2 separate regions of the Sus scrofa genome follow, and region 1 is linked to region 2. The links are chromatin contacts, called in public HiChIP or PLAC-seq maps. All regions are on one chromosome and are shown on one strand. Each heading gives the region's core, a stretch centred on a gene start, on an enhancer-like site or on the middle of the called end of the contact. The rest is flanking DNA. Distances are from core to core; before and after follow the strand shown. Region 1 overlaps RAB3IL1 (guanine nucleotide exchange factor for Rab-3A). Region 2 has its middle 33 kb from the start of INCENP.

What was found. HiChIP or PLAC-seq counts read pairs in DNA pulled down with a chosen protein or histone mark.
Region 1: a contact with region 2 is called in an H3K27ac HiChIP or PLAC-seq map of alveolar macrophages. The contact joins two enhancer-like sites. A contact is called at or near these places in 2 of 5 promoter capture datasets (fetal liver and liver), 22 of 47 Hi-C or Micro-C datasets (alveolar macrophages, blood, brain and 13 more) and 2 of 2 datasets of contacts at active chromatin or transcription factors (alveolar macrophages and skeletal muscle).

The regions. Positions count from the first base shown.
Region 1 is chr2:9,583,084-9,587,060 of Sscrofa11.1, forward strand. The region is part of intron 1 of RAB3IL1 (guanine nucleotide exchange factor for Rab-3A); the gene reads left to right. Among named protein-coding and RNA genes, the nearest start is that of RAB3IL1, 7.7 kb to the left of the region's middle. Within about 2 kb of position 2,053, at least 4 of the 83 cell types and tissues checked have an H3K27ac peak or open chromatin away from gene starts, as enhancers often do. A contact at or near this core is called in alveolar macrophages, where this site is marked.
Region 2 is chr2:9,476,308-9,480,391 of Sscrofa11.1, forward strand. No RefSeq gene overlaps it. Among named protein-coding and RNA genes, the nearest start is that of INCENP, 33 kb to the left of the region's middle. Within about 2 kb of position 1,789, at least 8 of the 83 cell types and tissues checked have an H3K27ac peak or open chromatin away from gene starts, as enhancers often do. A contact at or near this core is called in alveolar macrophages, where this site is marked.

The DNA of each region.
Region 1 (3,977 bases), core at 803-3,302, 110 kb after region 2:
TCTGAACCGGCGTCTGCAATCTGGCCTAGGAGATCCAGGATCAGAGAGCAGGGGAAAGGGGTGGTGCAACTTTCACTGTCACCTCCTCCGCTTGGAAGCCCTCCATGATTTAACTACCTTCCCCTCCACCTTGAAGGGCGGAGATAGCGCTCCTGCTGTTCCTTAAGCAGCACATCTCTCTGTGGGCTCAGATTCTCATGAGAGTCCAGCTTGACCTAGACTGTCCCGACATTGGCACAAGATTTGTGCCCAAAAGGGTAGAGGAGGGGGGAAGCAAAATGAATTATACTGTGAGGTCGGGGGCTCAATGATATTCCTGCTGAATCTGTGCAGATTGGGTGAGTCAGGACGGGTGGGGTGTCTGGCACGTGACATGTGCTCACTGGGTATGTGAGGGATGTTTGAGGTCTTGGGGTGTCCGAATCTTCCATTGTGGCTGAGCGGGTTAAGAACCCAGCTAGCATCCATGAGGGTGCGGGTTGGATCCTGGCCTCGCTCAGTGGGTGAAGAATCTGGCATTGCCCTGAGCTGTGGTGTAGGTCACAGACACAGCTCAGATCCCACGTTGCTGTGGCTGTGGTGTAGGCCGGCAGCTGCAGCTCCGATTCAACCACTAGCCTCGCCTGGGAACGTCCATAAGCTGCAAGTGCAGCCCTAAAAAGACAAAAAAAAAAAAAAAAAAATCTTCTAGGACTAAACAGGCAGACGTGAGGCATGTGAAGTGTGCCCTGCTCTGCCCCAGTAGAGGAGGGAGCCTGCTACCCCCTCAGCCCTTGTGCAGGCTCCCAGTGGACACATGGACACAGGGCTGGATTCTCTCATCAGAGCTGGGCTGGGCTGGCAGGCCTGGGGCTATGACAGGGAGAGGCTTGGGCCGGTCCACCTGCCTCAGGTGTTCTGACCTCGCTGCCTAGCATCCTCGAAGCTGCTCCTGCCCTCCTTCCCATCTTGTCCCACGTTCTACCAGGCACGGCTGCTGCCCTCCTGCGCACACCTGCTTCCCCCTTCCTGGAGTGGTCCAGGCCCTCCCTCTCCTACCCCTGGGGTCTCTGGCATTCTTCTCTTGCCATGTATGACACCATTGTCCCATTCTTCTGGAACCCTCCCCTCCACCCCTTCTGTTCAGGTCTCCAGGCTGGCTCTCTGTCCTTCCCCTCATCCAGGCCGCAGCTGCTCCCTTGGGGCTGGCGCCTCCTGCCTCAGCCACCACTTCCCAAATGCCTCAGCTTCCTGCCTTCCTGTCCCTGAAAGACCCCCCTCTCAGTTCCTCATTCCTGTCATGGGCACCACTGTTCTTACAGTCCTTGGGGTTTTTTTTTTGTTTTTTTGCTTTTTAGGGCCGCACACGCAGCATATGGAGGTTCCCAGGCTAGGGGTCGAATCGGAGCTGTAGCCGCCGGCCTACACCAGAGCCACAGCAACACCAGATCTGAGCCCCATCTGTGACCTACATCACAGCTCATGGCAACGCCAGATCCTTAAACCACTGAGCAAGGCCAGGGATCGAACCCGAAACTTCACGGTTCCTAGTCAGATTCGTTTCCACTGTGCCACAATGGGAACTCCTTTTTTTCTTTTCTTTTCTTTGCTTTTTTTTTTTTTTGCTTTTTTTTTTTTTTTTTGCTTTTTAGGGCCACACCCAAGGCATATGGAGGTTCCCTGGCTAGGGGTCAAATTGGAGCTACAGCTGCTGCCTTACACCACAGCTACAGCAATGCCAATCCTTAACCTACTGAGCGAGTCCAGGGATCGAACCTGCAACTTCACGGTTGCTAGTCGGATTTGTTTCCGCTGTGCCACAACGGGAACTTCTCTTGTGGCACAGTCCATGGTCCTCCCATAATCGCCCCCCCCCACATCTTTTGTCCCTCTGTGTTCCCTCTGCGTGCGTTCCCTCTGCATGTCCCCTCCTAGCCCAGAGCCTGCCTGGCTAGAATAGCCACCTTGTCTGGAACCCCACCACCCCCGCCACCACTTGGGCACTGTCTCAAACTTCCTCAAACCCCATCTGCATCCTGCTTCACTTCTCCGAAACCACCATTCATCCCCTCTCCTCCGGGCCTGACTTTTCTGGGTGACAGTTCACATGACACATTAGTGCCTGGCCTCTGGTTCAGTCCCCCCCCCCCACTTCCCCTGCTGTATGTTCCAGCCAGGTTGCCATCCCTCTCTGAGCCTCGGGTACCTCATACCGGGCTGGGAGATCAGTCCTTGGTGTCTCAGCAGATGAAAGACCCAGTGTTGTCATCGCTATGGCTGTCACTGCTATGGCACGGGTTTGATCCCTGGTTTTAGAACTTCCCTATGCTGCAGGCATGGCCAAAACCAAACCAAGCCAAACAAACAAAACTGGGCTGGGGGGGTTTCCAGTGTGGCTCAGCAGGTTAAGAACCTGACTAGTATCCATGAGGATGTGGGTTTGATCCCTGGCCTCACTCAGTGGGTTAAAGATCAGGCATTGCTGTGAGCTGTGGTGTTAGGCTGGCAGCTGCAGCTCCAATTCAGCCCCTAGCCTAGGAACTTCCATATGCTGTGGGTGGGGCCCTAAAAACAAAAACAAACAAAAACAAACAAACAAATCCTGGCAGAGGATCTCCCTGTCTGTCCATCGTGACATCCGTGGAGTTTGTGGAACAGTGGGCTGGCGGGGATGTGAGCAGAGCTTGGGAATCAATGATGTGTTGGTGGGTGTGGAGCCGAAGACGTGGCCATTCTCTGTAGGCCGAGCCTGGCTGGGCTTGCAGGTTGGTCGGGGAGCCAATATATGAAACCTTTCCTGGGACCCCCTTGGCCCCGGGACCAGAGTCACTTGGCCGTCAGCCTCAGTGTCCTCAGGGCTTGCTGGTCTGCCCAGGAAGCCCTGAGCAATGCTGAACTGGGCCCCTGTGCTGAGGCTATTCTGGAGCCAGGCTCTGGGTCGGGCGGGGTTCCTGCAGACTCGACCAGCTGCGGCAGTCCCGGAGCTTGGGCTTGGTGGCTCCAGGCTGAGGGTGAGGGTCCAGTGTGAGCCCCCAGCCCTCTCCTTTCCCTGGTTTTCAGTGTTGACTTGCTGAGTCCTCCCCTGCTTGCTTAGCGAACCCATTGTGCCTGTGCGCAGAGGGCAGGGGGGATCTTTAAGTCAAAGAGTGACCTGGGCTGTGGTGGGCTGGAGGGGAGGGGGTTTGAGGGCAGAAGGACCCCGTGGGAAGCGGGATGGGCCAGGGCTGGGAAGAGGTATATGGGACCCTACCTTGGCCCTGCTGGGGGTTACTGGGTGACTGGGGACCTTAGAATCCAGGGGTGGCCCTCATTTTGTCTTTTTTTTTTTTTTTTTTTTCTTTTTCTTTTTAGAGCTGCATTCGAGGCATCTGGAAGTTTCCAGGCCAGGGGTCAAATTGAAGCTATAGCTGCTGGTCTACACCACAGCTACAGCAATGTGGGATCCGAGCTGCGTCTGCGACCTACACCACAGCTCACGGCAACCGTGGATCCTTAACCCACTGAGCGAGGCCAGGGATCGAACCTGCATCCTCATGGATACAAGTCAAATTCGTTTCCACTGAGCCATGACGGAAGCTCCGGAAATAGCCTTTTTATTTTTTAATTTTTAAATTATTATTTATTTATTTTTTTGTCTTTTTGCCATTTCTTGGACCGCTCCCGCAGCATATGGGAGGTTCCCAGGCTAGGGGTCTAATCAGAGCTGTAGCCACCAGCCTACACCAGAGCCACAGCAACGTGGGATCCAAGCCGCATCTGCAACTTACACCACAGCTCATGGCAATGCCGGATCGTTAACCCACTGAGCAAGGGCAGGGATCGAACCCGCAACCTTATGGTTCCTAGTTGAATTTGTTAACCACTGCGCCACGACAGGAACTCCCCAGAAATAGTCTTTTTAAATCTGAGATTGAACCTGAATCCTCAGGGATTCTGTGTCAGGTTCTTAACCCACTGAGCCACAACGGGAACTCCCTCATTTGCCAGTTTTTGTGGAT
Region 2 (4,084 bases), core at 539-3,038:
AGGACCTCAGCCTTGGTTAGTCAGTGAAAACTGGTCTGGACAAAAAACTTCTCTGACCTGCGGGCCCTAGGGGACAGGGGACACTGACCTTTTCCTAAGAGCACACCTCTGTTTTTCTTTCCCTTTTTTGACCGTGGGTTTTTCCACCTTGTCTTGCCTGCCCAGGTTTCTCTGGGGTTCTTTGGGCTCCTTTGCAGCCAGGTTCCTCTGGCCTTGCTGGCGAGAAGAGCCTCTGCAAATGCTGCCCAGGATGCTCAGGACCCGGCTCCACAGAAGGCAGCGGGACGCCACCCCCTTCTCCCCCTGTGCCTGTTTGAAGGATGAGGGCAGGGACGGTTGATTTTCCTGCACTGGGTTGGGGAGGGCACCGGTGGCCATGCGGGCAGCCATGTGGGCAGCATCCAGGGCAGAGGTGATAGGAGGTGTCTTTTTCCTCCCCTCTCTGCTTCCTCGTATGGATTCCCCGTCTCTCCACATTTTCTTTCTAAATGCAGAAAGGAACAAAAAGTAGTTTGAAGCTGGAAGTGCCGGTAACGAGAGGGAAGAGCAGAGGGAGATGGGAAGCTGGTGCCTCCGGGATAAATGGAGGGACTTACCGATGAGCAGGTAGCAGAATACACAAGCAATTCGTGTTAAGACAAGTCTGTTCAGTAAACAAATCGGGGCTGCCTGGTACCTTCTAGAAAGTTAAGACTCAGCTTAGATTCCTTCCTTGGGGGGTAGATTTTCTCAGCTTTGGGCTACGAAGATTGAAAATGTCCACTGAAGACAATGGACTTGAAAGGAAAGAGGTTTTTTCCACCTACCCTGGCAGGTGCCATCCGAGAAGCGGGGAGGGGAGCGCATGTGACTGGGTCATGGAGATGCACGTGACTTTGCACACGTGCGTGCACGCACGCACACACACACACACACACGTGCTTTGGGCCTTGGCTCATCTTCTTTCTTTCTTTATTTTTTTGGTCTTTTTTACCTTTTCTAGGGCTGCTCCTGCAGCATATGGAGGTTCCCAGGCTAGGGGTCGAATCGAAGCTGTAGCCACCGGCCTACACCAGAGCCATAGCAACGGGAGATCCGAGCCTCATCTGCAACCTACACCACAGCTCACGGCAACGCCGGATCCTTAACCCACTGAGCAAGGCCAGGGATCGAACCTGAAACCTCCTAGTTGGATTCCTAGTTGGATTTGTTAACCACTGCGCCACGATGGGAACTCCAAAAATTCATGCCTTTAAAGACACATCTTAACCATGACTTGAAAAGACACAAGTCCTCCAATGTTCATTGCAGCACTCTTTGCAATAGCCAAGACATGGAAACAACCTAAATGTCCATCGACAGCGGAATATTATTCAGCCATCAAAAGGAAAGAAATGAGGGCATCGTTAGCAACATGAATGGACCTAGAAATTATCATGCTAAGTGAAGTCAGTCAGACAATGAGACAACAACATCAAATGCTATCACTTACTTATGGAATCTAAAAAAGGACACAATCCTTCTTTGCAGAACAGATACTGACTCACAGACTTTGAAGAACTTATGGTTTCCAAAGGAGACCGGTTGGGGGTTGGGGGGATGTACTGAGGGTTTGGGATGGACGTGCCGTAGGGTTTGGTTGTGATGACTGTTGTACACCTGTAAAGGTAATACGATTCATTAAGAAAAAAATAAAATAGAAAAATAAAGATACATCTTAATAAGCTGAAATACGTGTCTGCTTTCCTTCTTCCCACAAGGCTTCTCCTCTTCTCTGTTTGTGTTGGCGTTTGAACATGTTGCAGACCAGTGAGTAATTGCAATGAGGTCGTTAATTTGCTTGAGCCAGACATGTGTCAGCCTGTCTCTGGGAGGGGAGGGGAGGGTGCTTATTTCATACCTCGCCTGGGCCACCTGGCTGAAATAACCTTAAAACCTGCCCCCCTTTCCCCAAGGGTCTGTTTTGAGGTTCAAACAAAATGATATCATGCTTCAATTCCCCTGAAAGTGAAAGCACAGGCCAGAGGCTAGTGGTGTTTTTATGTATGTATTTCTTGCTTGCTTGCTTTTTTTTGGTTTTGTTTTGTTTTTGCTTTTTAGGGCTGCATTTGAGGCATATGGGAGTTCCCAGGCTAGGGGTTGAATCAGAGCTACAGCTGCTGGCCTACGCCACAGCCACAGCCACAACAAGGCCGGGTCCTTTAACCACCTGTGCGAGGCTAGGGATTGAACCTGCATCCGCATGGATACTAGTCAGATTCGTTTCCACTGAGCCACAACAGGAATTCCTTTTTTTCTTTCTTTTTAGGGCTGAACCTATGGCATATGGACTTTTCTAGGCTAGGAGTGGAATTGGAGCTGCAGCTGCCGGCCGACACCACAGCCACGGCAATGCAGGATCTGAGCCACATCTGTGACCTACACAGCAGCTTGCAGCAATGCCAGATACTCATAACCCACAGAGCAAGGCCAGGGATCAAACCTGCATCCTAATGGATACTAGTCAGGTTCTTAACTAGCTGAGCCACAGTGGGAACTCCTGTACTTCTTTCTTCTCCGGCAGGAGCACAGGAAATCCCTCATCCTCACACATGGCAGGTGGCAGGTCCTGATCCCCAGACAGGGATAAAGCCTGCCTGGCAAACTGCTTAGCTGGGTCAATCTCATGTCTTGCAACTCCTTTCATTAAAAGCTGTTTAACTCTTGGCTGGAAGGTGGAGAGCCTGCCACCATATACTCTGTGCCGAGGGAAGGAGGTCTGTCCACTTAAGGGTGGCTGGTGGGTGTAGGTGGAAACTGGGGTTGTGCTGGGCATGGGCAAAAGCAGAGAGACTTTAAGAAGTCGTCAGGGAGGAGTTCCCGTCGTGGCTCAGTGGTTAATGAATCCGACAAGGAGCCATGAGGTTGTGGGTTCGATCCCTGGCCTTGTTCAGGGGGTTAAGGATCTGGTGTTGCCGTGAGCTGTGGTATAGGTCACAGACGCAGCTTGGATCCCATGTTGCTGTGGCTCTGGCGTAGGCCAGTAGCTATAGCTCCTATTCGACCCCTAGCCTGGGAACCTCCATATGCCGCTGGAGCGGCCCTAGAAAAAAGGCAAAAAGACAAAAAAAAAAAAAAAAAAAAAAAGTTGTCTGGGAGTTCCCATCAGGGTTCAGCCAGTTAAGAACCTGACAAGCATCCATGAGCATGCGGGTGTGATCCCTGGCCTCGTTCAGTGGGTTATGATCAGGCCTTGCCAAAAGATGCAGTGTAGGTCACAGATGCAGCTGCGATCTGGCATGGCTGTGGCTGTGGCATAGGCCAGCAGCTGTGGCTCTGATTTGATCCCTAGCCCAGTACCTTCCATATGCCACAGGTGCCGTCCTCCCTAAAAGAAAAAAAAAAAAAAAAAAAAAAAAAGTAACCCTGTCAAGAAATGACAAGAGGCTGGATTCTGGAAGAAGCAGAGCCAAGGGGACCCCTTTGAGAAATGTTATTTATCTTTTGCTAACTTTGACCTTCTGGGTTTTGTTTGCTTTTTTGGTTTTTGGTTTTTGTCTTTTTGCCTTTTCTAGGGCCGCATCCATGGCATACAAAGTTCCCAGGCTAGGGATCTAATCAGAGCTATAGCTGCCAGCCTATGCCAGAGCCACAGCAATGCAGGATCCAAGCCACGTCTGCGACCTACACCACAGCTCATGGCAATGCTGGATCCTTACTTAGCCCACTGAGCGAGGCCAGGGATCGAACTCGCAACCTCATGGTTCCCAGTCGGATTCGTTAACCACTGAGCCATGACGGGACCTCCTTGACCTTCTGTTTTGAAAACAATCAAACTGACACACCATAAATTCATTTGAGTAATAAAAAAAAAACCAAAAACTGACACACCAATAGAATAGCACAACGAACCTCCCTATACCCAGCACCCATATTCATCAGTTATCAACATTTTGCATTTGAGAGGTTGTAGAAGGTGAGGTGGAGAGGGCTTGGTGACTCAGGGAGGAGGTGGCCATGGAAAGCAGAAGAGAAGGAAGAATCCAGAATGATCTTGGCCCTCCGGCCTGGGTAGGGCAGACAGTGAAAGAAGTCGAGTCAGTCTGGAGGGAGAGGAGGAGGCTGG